Linked DNA regions of Mus musculus: all the other regions are linked to region 1. A link is a contact called in public HiChIP or PLAC-seq and promoter capture Hi-C data. All regions are on one chromosome and are shown on one strand. Each heading gives the region's core, a stretch centred on a gene start, on an enhancer-like site or on the middle of the called end of the contact. The rest is flanking DNA. Distances are from core to core; before and after follow the strand shown. Region 1 holds the start of Axin1 (axin 1). Region 2 holds the start of 1700049J03Rik (a long non-coding RNA gene). Region 3 holds the start of Neurl1b (neuralized E3 ubiquitin protein ligase 1B).

Evidence for each region. Promoter capture Hi-C pulls out the DNA fragments that hold promoters and counts their contacts. HiChIP or PLAC-seq counts read pairs in DNA pulled down with a chosen protein or histone mark.
Region 2: a contact with region 1 is called in a FOXA1 HiChIP or PLAC-seq map of pancreatic cancer cells. The contact joins the promoter of 1700049J03Rik here to the promoter of Axin1 in region 1. A contact is called at or near these places in 1 of 39 promoter capture datasets (pre-B cells), 2 of 115 datasets of contacts at active chromatin or transcription factors (memory CD8 T cells and pancreatic cancer cells) and 1 of 9 other capture datasets (liver).
Region 3: a contact with region 1 is called in a promoter capture Hi-C map of pre-B cells, with 2.7 times the contacts expected there. The contact joins the promoter of Neurl1b here to the promoter of Axin1 in region 1. A contact is called at or near these places in 1 of 39 promoter capture datasets (pre-B cells), 1 of 484 Hi-C or Micro-C datasets (CD8 T cells), 1 of 115 datasets of contacts at active chromatin or transcription factors (pancreatic cancer cells) and 1 of 9 other capture datasets (adipose tissue).

The regions. Positions count from the first base shown.
Region 1 is chr17:26,137,184-26,140,421 of GRCm38.p6, reverse strand. It overlaps Axin1 (axin 1), which reads right to left and starts at 1,736. Exons shown (of 11, transcript NM_009733.2): 1 at 1,381-1,736. Gm46600 (a long non-coding RNA gene) reads left to right here and starts at 1,670. Exons shown (of 3, transcript XR_001782196.2): 1 at 1,670-2,021; 2 at 3,081-3,149.
Region 2 is chr17:26,564,470-26,567,707 of GRCm38.p6, reverse strand. It overlaps 1700049J03Rik (a long non-coding RNA gene), which reads left to right and starts at 1,637. Exons shown (of 4, transcript XR_001782188.2): 1 at 1,637-3,238. All of the region lies in intron 1 of Ergic1 (endoplasmic reticulum-golgi intermediate compartment (ERGIC) 1), which reads right to left.
Region 3 is chr17:26,413,103-26,416,340 of GRCm38.p6, reverse strand. It overlaps Neurl1b (neuralized E3 ubiquitin protein ligase 1B), which reads right to left and starts at 1,482. Exons shown (of 5, transcript NM_001081656.3): 1 at 1,346-1,482. The coding sequence starts at 1,376.

The DNA of each region.
Region 1 (3,238 bases), core at 487-2,986:
CCAATTTCCAATAACCCCTGGGCTCCCACAGAGAACATCTAACACTTAAGGCACACAGAAATACCACACATAAAGCAGCTATGATAATTCAGTAAGAATCTAAAGCCCATTGCACCAAATCCAGCCTCAAATCTGCAACCAAGACTTATAAAGTGACTCTATAAAGGTAATATATAAACCTGATATCATATATAAAATTCCCTTTGACACTGTCAAAACACACAGCCCTGGGTGTATTTGTATATATTGCTTATACTCAAGTATAGCTTCCAAGCTTATGATTTAGGTGGAACGTGGAAGTAATAATATGACTATCATACTAACGAGCCATTGATTAAATTCTTGAAAGGTCAGGACTCTCATTTCATATCTAGTGCAGTCCCCCATCACATAAAGTCGTAACGGTGTTTCTCTGAAAGATGTAGGACAAGTCAATACTGCTGAAAAATCAAACAAAATCTCTGTGCTCCCTATATTTTCTCGGCCCTGAAGTGGGCTCTAAAACTGAAACCAGCTAGTACTGCCTCTCTCAGGTAAAGTCAGACTCCATGTTCTCCAAAACGGACTGTGAGTAAAGGAACGCATTGGAGTAAAGGGGAGGAGTACACAGTTATTGCGAACTCTTTACAAGTTATCTTCAGATGAGCCGAAAAAAATCCTTATGCCCAACTAAAAATGCTCGCTCTGGGCTTTGGTTTTGGGTGAATTTGTTTTGTTTGGGGGGAGCATTATTAAGTAAGGCAATGAACACCAGGACAAGTGGTTATCTGGCAAGCCAAACCACACCAGAGAGTGCCCTCCTTGGATTGTTCTTACTCGTCCCTACTTTACTTTTTCATAGGGACTAGGGGATAGCGCAAAGGAAGACACACACACAGTCTAGCACCAGCAGCTTCTCAGCACCCACTCACCCATATCCTAAATGTGTCCCAGACCCATCAACAGTACACCACACTCGGCAGACACACACCCACCTGTACATCATTCTTAGAATCCTTGCTTTTCCTTAGTCCCTGGTCCTGTTCAAACAGGCCTTGCTTTCCCCATGCCCTACTATCGTCCTGTCCCTGGCACATCGCCCCCCCCACCCCCAAGCCCTTCTCCTCATATATACCTAGCATACCATGCAGTCCCCACGCCTCTACTCATACTGCGGAGCCTGCCACCTCTTCCGCTCAACGTCCCCTTGGATCTCAGGTCTCCCTACGCCGGGCACAACCTCGCACATCAGGGGCCGCGCTCCGGCACGCCTCCCGCCCGCAACCCGCGCGCCCCTCTCTTCCGGGTCCGCGTACGCCGGCCTAGCGCGGCCTACTCCCGCAGCCCCGGGCAGCAGGCCTCCGCGCCACAGGAGCGCGCCCGTCGGCTCCCACTACTCACCAGCGCGCGGCGGCTGTGGAGGCGCGGCCCGGGGCCTGGCTCCCGGCCCGGCGAGGCCCATGCGCTCAGCGGCGGCTCAGCGGGCGGGCCACGGCGGGGGCGCGGCCCTGGGGGGCCCCCATCGCGGCGGCGGCGGCGGCTCGGCGACCCGTGGCCCGGAGGCGGCGCAAGGCAGGCCGCAGAGCGCCGCCAAAACCGGCTGCTCACTCTCACCAGCCCTCTCTGGAACCAGGCTCCAGCCCGACCCCAGCAGGCTCCTGCGGCGGCGGCCGCAAGCGCTTCCCTGAGCCGGGAGCCTGAGCCCAGAGCCCTGAAGCCCAGGCCTGAGCGCCCCCGCCGGCGCCGCCCGGAAGTGCGGGGGCGGGGCCGTGGTGTGGGGCGGGACTGCTGCGGAGGCTGGGTCTCGTTGTAGAGGCAGAACCACGGTGTGGGGCGGAGCTTCTAACACGGGGCGGGTGGGAGTCCGAGGACAAGAAGAGTAAGGGGCAGAGTCTTGAGCGAAAGGCGGGACTGCGGCGTACTCAGGAGCCAAGCACTGTCTTGCGGTGGTGAAGGCGGGGCGTGAACTAGGAGTGCCGCTGAAAAGAAACGTAGCCGCGGAGGATGCCCAATGGGGCAACGACTACTGCTCGTCCCGAAAGGTGCCATGGGAAACAGCCCTGAGCGCGCTCAACAACCACAGCCATCACTGAACCCTAGGCCAGTACACTGAAGGCAGACCACTCATATCTGATCGCAGATGCTATTGAGAGAGTAGAGTTTCTGGGTAGCTGGTCGCCCTCCACACAAATACACACATAACACTTATAATGTCTGCAAGGCATCTCTTGCTAAGTCTGCAAGCGCAAAGAGTCAACTCCATTTTGCCCCACCACAGGAACATAGATGCACAACTCTCTACTTGGCAGGTCTCAACCCTCGGTCAGCCACATCCCAAGGAGAAATATGTGAACACAAGTAATTACTGCACTTAAGAATGTCATCTACCAGTCAAATCAGCCCCTGACACCTCTCAGGTAGTCCATTTTGCAGACAAAAAGTTGTGACCTAGGCTTAGTACGCACCCACCCAGACCTCACCTTGGCCAGAGGACTCCTGGTACCCATACCACCCTATACTGGCTGCATCTGCACTTGCCATCTACATGCTTTTATACTGCTGCTGCCAGTGCCACTGCCATGTTTTGTTCTGGACATTGTTCTCCCTCATTGCCTTGTCCCTTCTTCATGGCTCACAGGCAAAAGCAGTAGTACTGGCTTCAGACTCTAAACCCACAGCTGACTGGGGTGATCCTAACCCTGCCACCTGTCCCTTAAGAGGACTTAGCACAGTACCGAGGACCAGGATTGCTATGTATAGAGAAGGAACCACTTGAACTATAGCTACTAGGGTGACCAAGCCTGACAAATTCCCCTCCTAGACTCATCACTGAGCCTCAGGTCTGGGGCTGGGGTATAGATAGTGCCCCCCCCCTCAAATGCCAGGACAAGTTTCATGTTCACTTCTGTCCATCTAATGCAGCCTCAGGTCCTCCGGCCTCTGGGCACTGGAGACTCTCTAGCAGCCCCTGACCCAGACCATTCAGCCTCATACCATTAGAAGAAACAATCACGACCACTGAGTGAGCAGTAGATAGCCTTGGCCTTGGGCATCCTCCCCACTCCCAAACCCGGACCCCAATGCTTGCCTTGATTCTGTAGAGCTGCTGCTGCGGCCAGGCCAGGCTCTCGGGATCAAGTCCACGTCCATCCTCCTGCTGGCCCACGGTGGTAGGTATCCCCAAGCCCTGGGACCAGAGTAGGGCCCTCGGGCCTCCAGCTCCTCGGGACCCCTGCCCTGCAGGGACAGGAAGGGAATC
Region 2 (3,238 bases), core at 388-2,887, 430 kb before region 1:
ACTATTTGGATGAACATTTCAGATAGCCCTTGCTTCCTGTCCAGCTAGGCTTCAGGCAGGTTCCTGGAGGGCAGCTGGTGTTCCTGGACAAGGAGTCTGTGCCTTCTGGTGCGCTTGGGACCAAGGGCCTCCTTGGAAGACCAACTTTGAGATCTGAAATGTCTGGGGGTCGATCTCCATGGCTGTGAAACAAGACAAGTAGGTGCAGCAGCCTCTGCGGATGAGGTGGCTTTTATGGGGCTTCTTCCTGCTTTCCCTGTGGGTCACGAACTTTCAGAATAAACACACAGGAGTGCCGGAGGGCTGCCTATCCTGTACTCCTCCCACATATATAACCAATGTAATTAGGTTAATAGACCTACACACTCAAGCTGACAACAGATGACTAGGCTAATTGCCCTTCCTTAACAGGTCAAACTGTATTCTGAGAAACGGTGCCAGGCACAAGACAGCAGGGCTCCTTAGATCACACATCTGGCACCAACTGGGCTGACCCAGGCCCTGGTTCCTTCCATGCAGCCCTTCATGGATGCTACAGTAGTATGGGCAATTTAGCAGGTCCTATCTCAAAATATTAGGGGTGACAGTATAACTCAGTGGGAGAATACCAGCTATGCCCTACACTTAATATCCAGCAGACACAGACACACACACACACAGAGAGAGAGAGAGAGAGAGAGAGAGAGAGAGAGAGAGAGAGAGAGATCTGAGCCTGGCTCTCTTTATTGGCCACTGTAGAAGTAGAAAACCAGACTGTTTAAGATCAAACAGGAGGGTCAGGTAGGGCCAGAACTCTTTTCTCCAGGGTTGCCCACCAGGGCTCCTCCAATGCCCTGCTCCCTGAGGGCTCCAACCCACCTGCTTGTGACTCTTCCAACTCAGAGCAATCCTTCTCACCTCTGGGTTGGCATCACTCACTGAAAAGCTTTAGCAGACCCACAGCTAGCTCTGTTCTGATTTCAAGCAATGCCCATGGGCAACCAGGTGCTGCCTCACTGATCTGGAGGTGCAAGGCAAGCCTCAGGCAGAATGCCTGCCTTCCTTACCAGAGTCAGGAATCCAAATGGCCAGAGAGGGACTGTTCCAGGCAAGTGCATGAACACGGCTATTATCCAGAGAACGAGAAGGACCCAGAAAATTAGAACAGACTGCCAGAGTTAGTTTAAGGCCAAGTAGAGCAATTCAGTCCAAAGCTGAGAGGAGCCAGTTTGAATCAGTCAGCTTAGACAGGAGTTTGGGCCAAAACAACTGAGCTGAATCAGCCAGCCAAGAGTTCAGAAAGAGCTAGAAAGGGTAAGTTTATTCCAGCAGTAAGCCTCCAAGACAACAATCACGTCTGATGAATAAAAGTTACATTTACGTTTGGGATGGGGACTTTAGCAAAAAATTAATTTTAGAAGATTATGGAATCAGGTGATAGAGAGAAGAAGAGAGGAAAAGGGGTAGAAAGGGAAGCATGGAGTGCCTGCAGACGGTTAAAAGATTCATGAGGAGCACGCTGGGGCAGGGTTAGCAAGGAGGAAGGAGATGCATTCTTAGAGGAGGTTTTGCCTCTCTCTGAATCTAGGGACCAGGAAAGAGAGCGCTTCTAGCCCATGGGGCAGAGCGGCTGCTCTACAAGGGAACAGCAGTGTTGTATCAGCTCCTGCAAATGCCCTCAGGCCTGCTCACTAAGGTGGGATGACTAAGAAGGGTCTTCAGGGCCTGCAGTGTGTGTGTGTGTGTGTGTGTGTGTGTGTGTGTGTGTGTGTGTGTGTGTGTGTGTGTGTACGAGTCACCCCTGTGAGACTCCCCCAGTGCAGCTCACTCTGTGTGTGTGTGTGTGTGTGTGTGTGTGTATGTGTGAACGAGTCACCCCTGTGAGACTCCCCCAGTGCAGCTCACTCTGTGTGTGTGTGTGTGTGTGTGTGTGTGTGTATGTGTGAACGAGTCACCCCTGTGAGACTCCCCCAGTGCAGCTCACTCTGTGTGTGTGTGTGTGTGTGTGTGTGTGTGTGTGTATGTGTGAACGAGTCACCCCTGTGAGACTCCCCCAGTGCAGCTCACTCAACAGGGCTCAGCACCTGGACAAGCTCAATAAACTCAACCTGGGTTTTACAGGTCATTCCGCCTCCAGTCTGAATTTTCAGTAATATTTTTATAAACATGCCGTGAAGTACGTGGACTAACCCATCGGTCTCTGGCTCTTCCTGGAATGCCAAGGTAGAAATGGGGGCATTTGTATTGGTCCCTCAATTGACAGTGAACTGTCAGAGCCTCAGTGGTTGGTCAGCTTAGCCTACCACAGAGAGTAAGGGACTTCAGCTTTCAGCAAGGCCCACTGGGGAAGGCATGTCAGACACTGAGGAAACCAGACTGGATTCTCAGATCAACATCACTCATTTGAAGACTGAAAGTAGGGTGCAGAAAAACCTCAAGCCAACTTCAAGAGGGTCATGCTGGGACCCAGGTGGGGTAGCTCAGTGGTAAAATACATGCCCATCATGTGCAAGGTCATGGGTTCCATTCCCAGCACTGCAAACAAGAAAGAGGGAAACACAAGAGACAGAGACAGACAGACAGAGAGAGAGAGAGAGAGAGAGAGACTTTTGCAAGGTCCACTCAAGTCCCCTGAGGGGAGAAGACCTTTGGAAAGCTACAGTAAGCAGTGGAGGAGACCAAACCAAGTCATGATGGGGCCAGCACCACAATCAAATGACCTGCGCTGTCACTCGGGGTCACCCATACTGAAACTCTATCCTTTCTCAACAGAACTGAACTTGCATTGTGCACTGGGTCCCCCAGATCAGCATCTGAACCTGGGCTCTGCGCTGCAAGGACAGCTTTCTTGCCCGACAGGCAGCACACATCCCCCTCCCTCCTTGAAGTGAGCACACAGCTAGCCAGGGGAGGAGCACACCACTCTTAGATCATGGGGTCTCAACACGGGGACTGCCACTGTGGCAGAGCTAGCCATTGCCTCTCTCCTGAAAGTGGGGCTCAGGCTCTGGGGACGGAGGCTGTCAAAGCCTCTGGAGTAACAGGCAGCAAGTGCCACCAGTCAGCCGGAACTGGGAACAACACCCCCGGACCTAGGTAACAAAAGCCAGTTCTGTGAGTTCAATGATCAGTATCAGTAAAACCGCTCAACGGGAACAAAGCAAACACGGTAATCATTTAAGGCTCAACCTCCGCCCTTAACCCCTAAAACTCAGAAAGGGCCAATTCAAGGATGAGGAGAGAGGGCCTTGGGATGCAG
Region 3 (3,238 bases), core at 233-2,732, 280 kb before region 1:
CAACCAGAATAGCACAGGAATTCTAGTTGAGTATGTACTGTGTCTCCGTCATGGGCTTCTGTGACTGCCATCTCTGATGTGACCTCAGGTCCCTCCAGATCGGTGGCTGGGTCTCTTCAGCCTAGCAAGAAGCGGTTATCACTCTGTCTAGTACAGACCCAGGTTCCAAAGCCACCTCTGAAGCTGACCAGCCTGTGACTCCACCTGGCTGACCTTAGGAATGATCCAGTAAAAGCCACCCAGGGGCTTGTTAGTAGAAGGGGCTGTCTGTCTCCCCAGTGGTCCTTAGGTCTCAGGTTGGTCCAATCCCTTCCAGGGGAAGAGACAACTCTATTAGGATAACTGCCGGAGGAAGGGCTGTGGGGGTGTCAGAACAGAGATGGGGTGTCAGCTGGGCTGTGCTAAATCTGACCTACAGCCAACTTGCTTCTTCTCTGAACTACCCTCCCCCAACACACACACACACACACACACACACACACACAGAGAGAGAGAGAGAGAGAGAGAGAGAGAGAGAGAGAGAGAGAGAGAGAGAGAGCCTCTGCTTAAGGATGCTGCGAATGCCGAATGCCCAGTTTTATGCCCAAACACTTCTGAAGACTTGGGACACAGTGGGGGTGAGGGGCGGGGCAGACAGGCTGACAGGGCCCATGCAGTCTCCCACCACTGCCTGTCACCGGGTCATTTCTCCTGTACTGAGGTTAAACTTCTTGTGTAAAATCGGGGTGTCTTTTCTTAGGAGGACGATTCTTTGCAGACAGGCAGTGACAGCCTCGGCGCGCTGACATGTTCCACCATCACTAGGTATTTTCAGCGAGGCGTGGCGTCCCCCGGCCTCCGCACGCCCGCCCCACGCCCCTCGCCCACCGCCTTTCTCGGGTCTAGGAAATTCTAGGGCGCTTTTAACTAGGGGGCGATGCGCCCCACAGCAATGGCTCAGATGGGGCTGGGAGGGCCCCCAACAGAACGGACACCCGAACGGGGCGCAGCCGGGCGCGCGTGGGAACGCCGCCAAGAACTAGCACGTGTGCCGGGGGCGCCTGTGGACTGTACGCGGAGACCCGGGACACCCGCGCCCTGCAACCCCCCTGAAGGGTTCCGGCCGGGGGAAGCCCCGATACCTCCCTCCGGCTCGCTCATTAGCGACCTCCGGCTGGAACAAAGGCGTGGGGCGCACGGCCAAGGCCAGGAAAACCAGGAGGGGTCCGCACATCCCTGCAGGGGTGCGGCTCCGGGGCTCGGGCTCCGGCAACCAGGCTCTGGCTTGCACCCGGGCTCCGCGGCTGCGACGACCCGGGGAGGACCAGGCGCTCCGCGCCACTTCGGGGCGCGGCTCCGGGCGTACCTGGCAGGGTCCGGTGCACCGTGTTGCCCATCGCTACTCCGAGACTCGCGGCGCGGGGCTAGCTGGGCGGGCCGGGGGCCGCGGCCGGGCTGCGGGGCATTGCCGCTGCACCGGCGACCGGCGGGCGGCAGATGGGCGGCGCGGGCGGCGGCGGGAGGAGGCGGAGCCACCGGCCCGGGCGCGCCCGCCCCGCCCCCGCGCCCGCCACCAACCGTGCTTGGGCGGGGCTGGGGCCGCCGCCGCGTCTTTTGAAAGTTTGCACCGGTAGCGCGCTGGAGAGGCGGGGCTGGCCTCCTGCCCTCGTCGTTCCCGCGCGCACCGACCTTGCTCTTTTTGCCAATCGGGATGGGTCGCCGGGTGCCGAGTCCTTGTCCAGGCATTCGGCCACTTTGGGTGGTGCCTCGACTCAGGGACGACGCGCACACATGCAGGTCACGCCAGACAGTGTCAAGGGCTCCATGACAGTCCATCCAGGGTGAGATGGGGGTGGGGGGTAGGGATGGGGAACTTCTCCATCCCCTAGGCCGCATACCTAGGAGGAGAGACTTCAGTATGTAGTGGTTGTTTAGGGGGGGGGGCGGGACCCAGACTTGAGCTCACTGTGCCTTCTTCATTAAAGTACTGCCCACACCCTATGTACCAGGCCCTCTGCTGAGCCCCAGACGCAGTCCCTGCTCTCAAGGAAGAGAAAATTAGCAATCAAGATCACATAGTGGTCAAAACCAACAATAACATTGAAGTGTCAGATAGGGCCGGCTGAGGGTTTTTGAGAGAACGAGGTGGCATGTGAGGTGGGTAGTGTTGCCAGGAGGTACGAGGCGGCGGCGTTGGGGGGGGGGAGGGGGCTGAGAGGGGGAGGTGCATCCACTCCCACCGCATAAATCTTTTCTCAGAACCTTCCAGCCTTGGCTACTCTTCTATAAAAGGCCAGCTAGCCCATGCCACCCCTAGTCCAATTCACAGACTAACACACCAAGGTGGGGGAGGTGTAATGACTCTGTGAGGAGACCCAGTCCCTAACCATTACTTTCAGACTCCCATACTCAGTACTCTCGTCAGTTTAGGAAGCAGGGTTATTACCTCCACAGCACAGACAGGGTAAACCGAGGGTCAGTGGGTAGACGAGATGTCCAAACCTATCTCCCAGTGGCTGAGGGCAAGCTCCCTCTGAAACGGAGTAAAAAGAGGTGCTCAGAGGACCGCCTCCTGCCTTGGTTTCTCGTTGTCCTCAGACTCTCCTCTGTTGTTCCCCAGGAAGCCATGGCCAGACCTATTCTGTACTGAGTTTCTAATTCTCAATTACAAGTGCTCTCAGTTATTTAAAATTTCACCCCAAACTCTGGTGGGCAAAGGTACTTTAGCTGGGTAGGCCTTCACTCTGTATGACCCTGGGGTCCTTAGAGAGGTCGCCATTGCTATAAAAGGAGTTGAGGAATTTCACTTAGATAAAATGGCTCAGGGCAACAGGACTTTGTGGCGGCAGGGTGGGGAAGCTGCTGTTAAAAAGCCACTTTCAGAGCACTCCAGCAAGTGGCTGTGTTTCAGTCACCTCCCCAGATGTTCGCTGCAGCCACTGAACCCACCGCACCCCAACTGTTCTGGTGTGTGTCTCGGGGTGGGGAGGACATGTAGATTTGAAAGGCTGAGGTTGAGCCTCTCGGTCCCCATGTGGATGTGCTGTGGGGAAATGCTATGTCTTCCACGTCAGTGGCAACAACAGCAGACCACACAGGAAAAAAAAAAAAATCAGGACCAGGGAACTTCTTGAAGGTCCAGAGCTCTAAATTAGTGTGTTAAATAACATGAGCTTAAAGCAATGTTATCTTCAACATTGCTTTAAATGGAGCTGATATCACCCTGTGTGACAGTGATAATTCATTGTGGTGGAGGTGA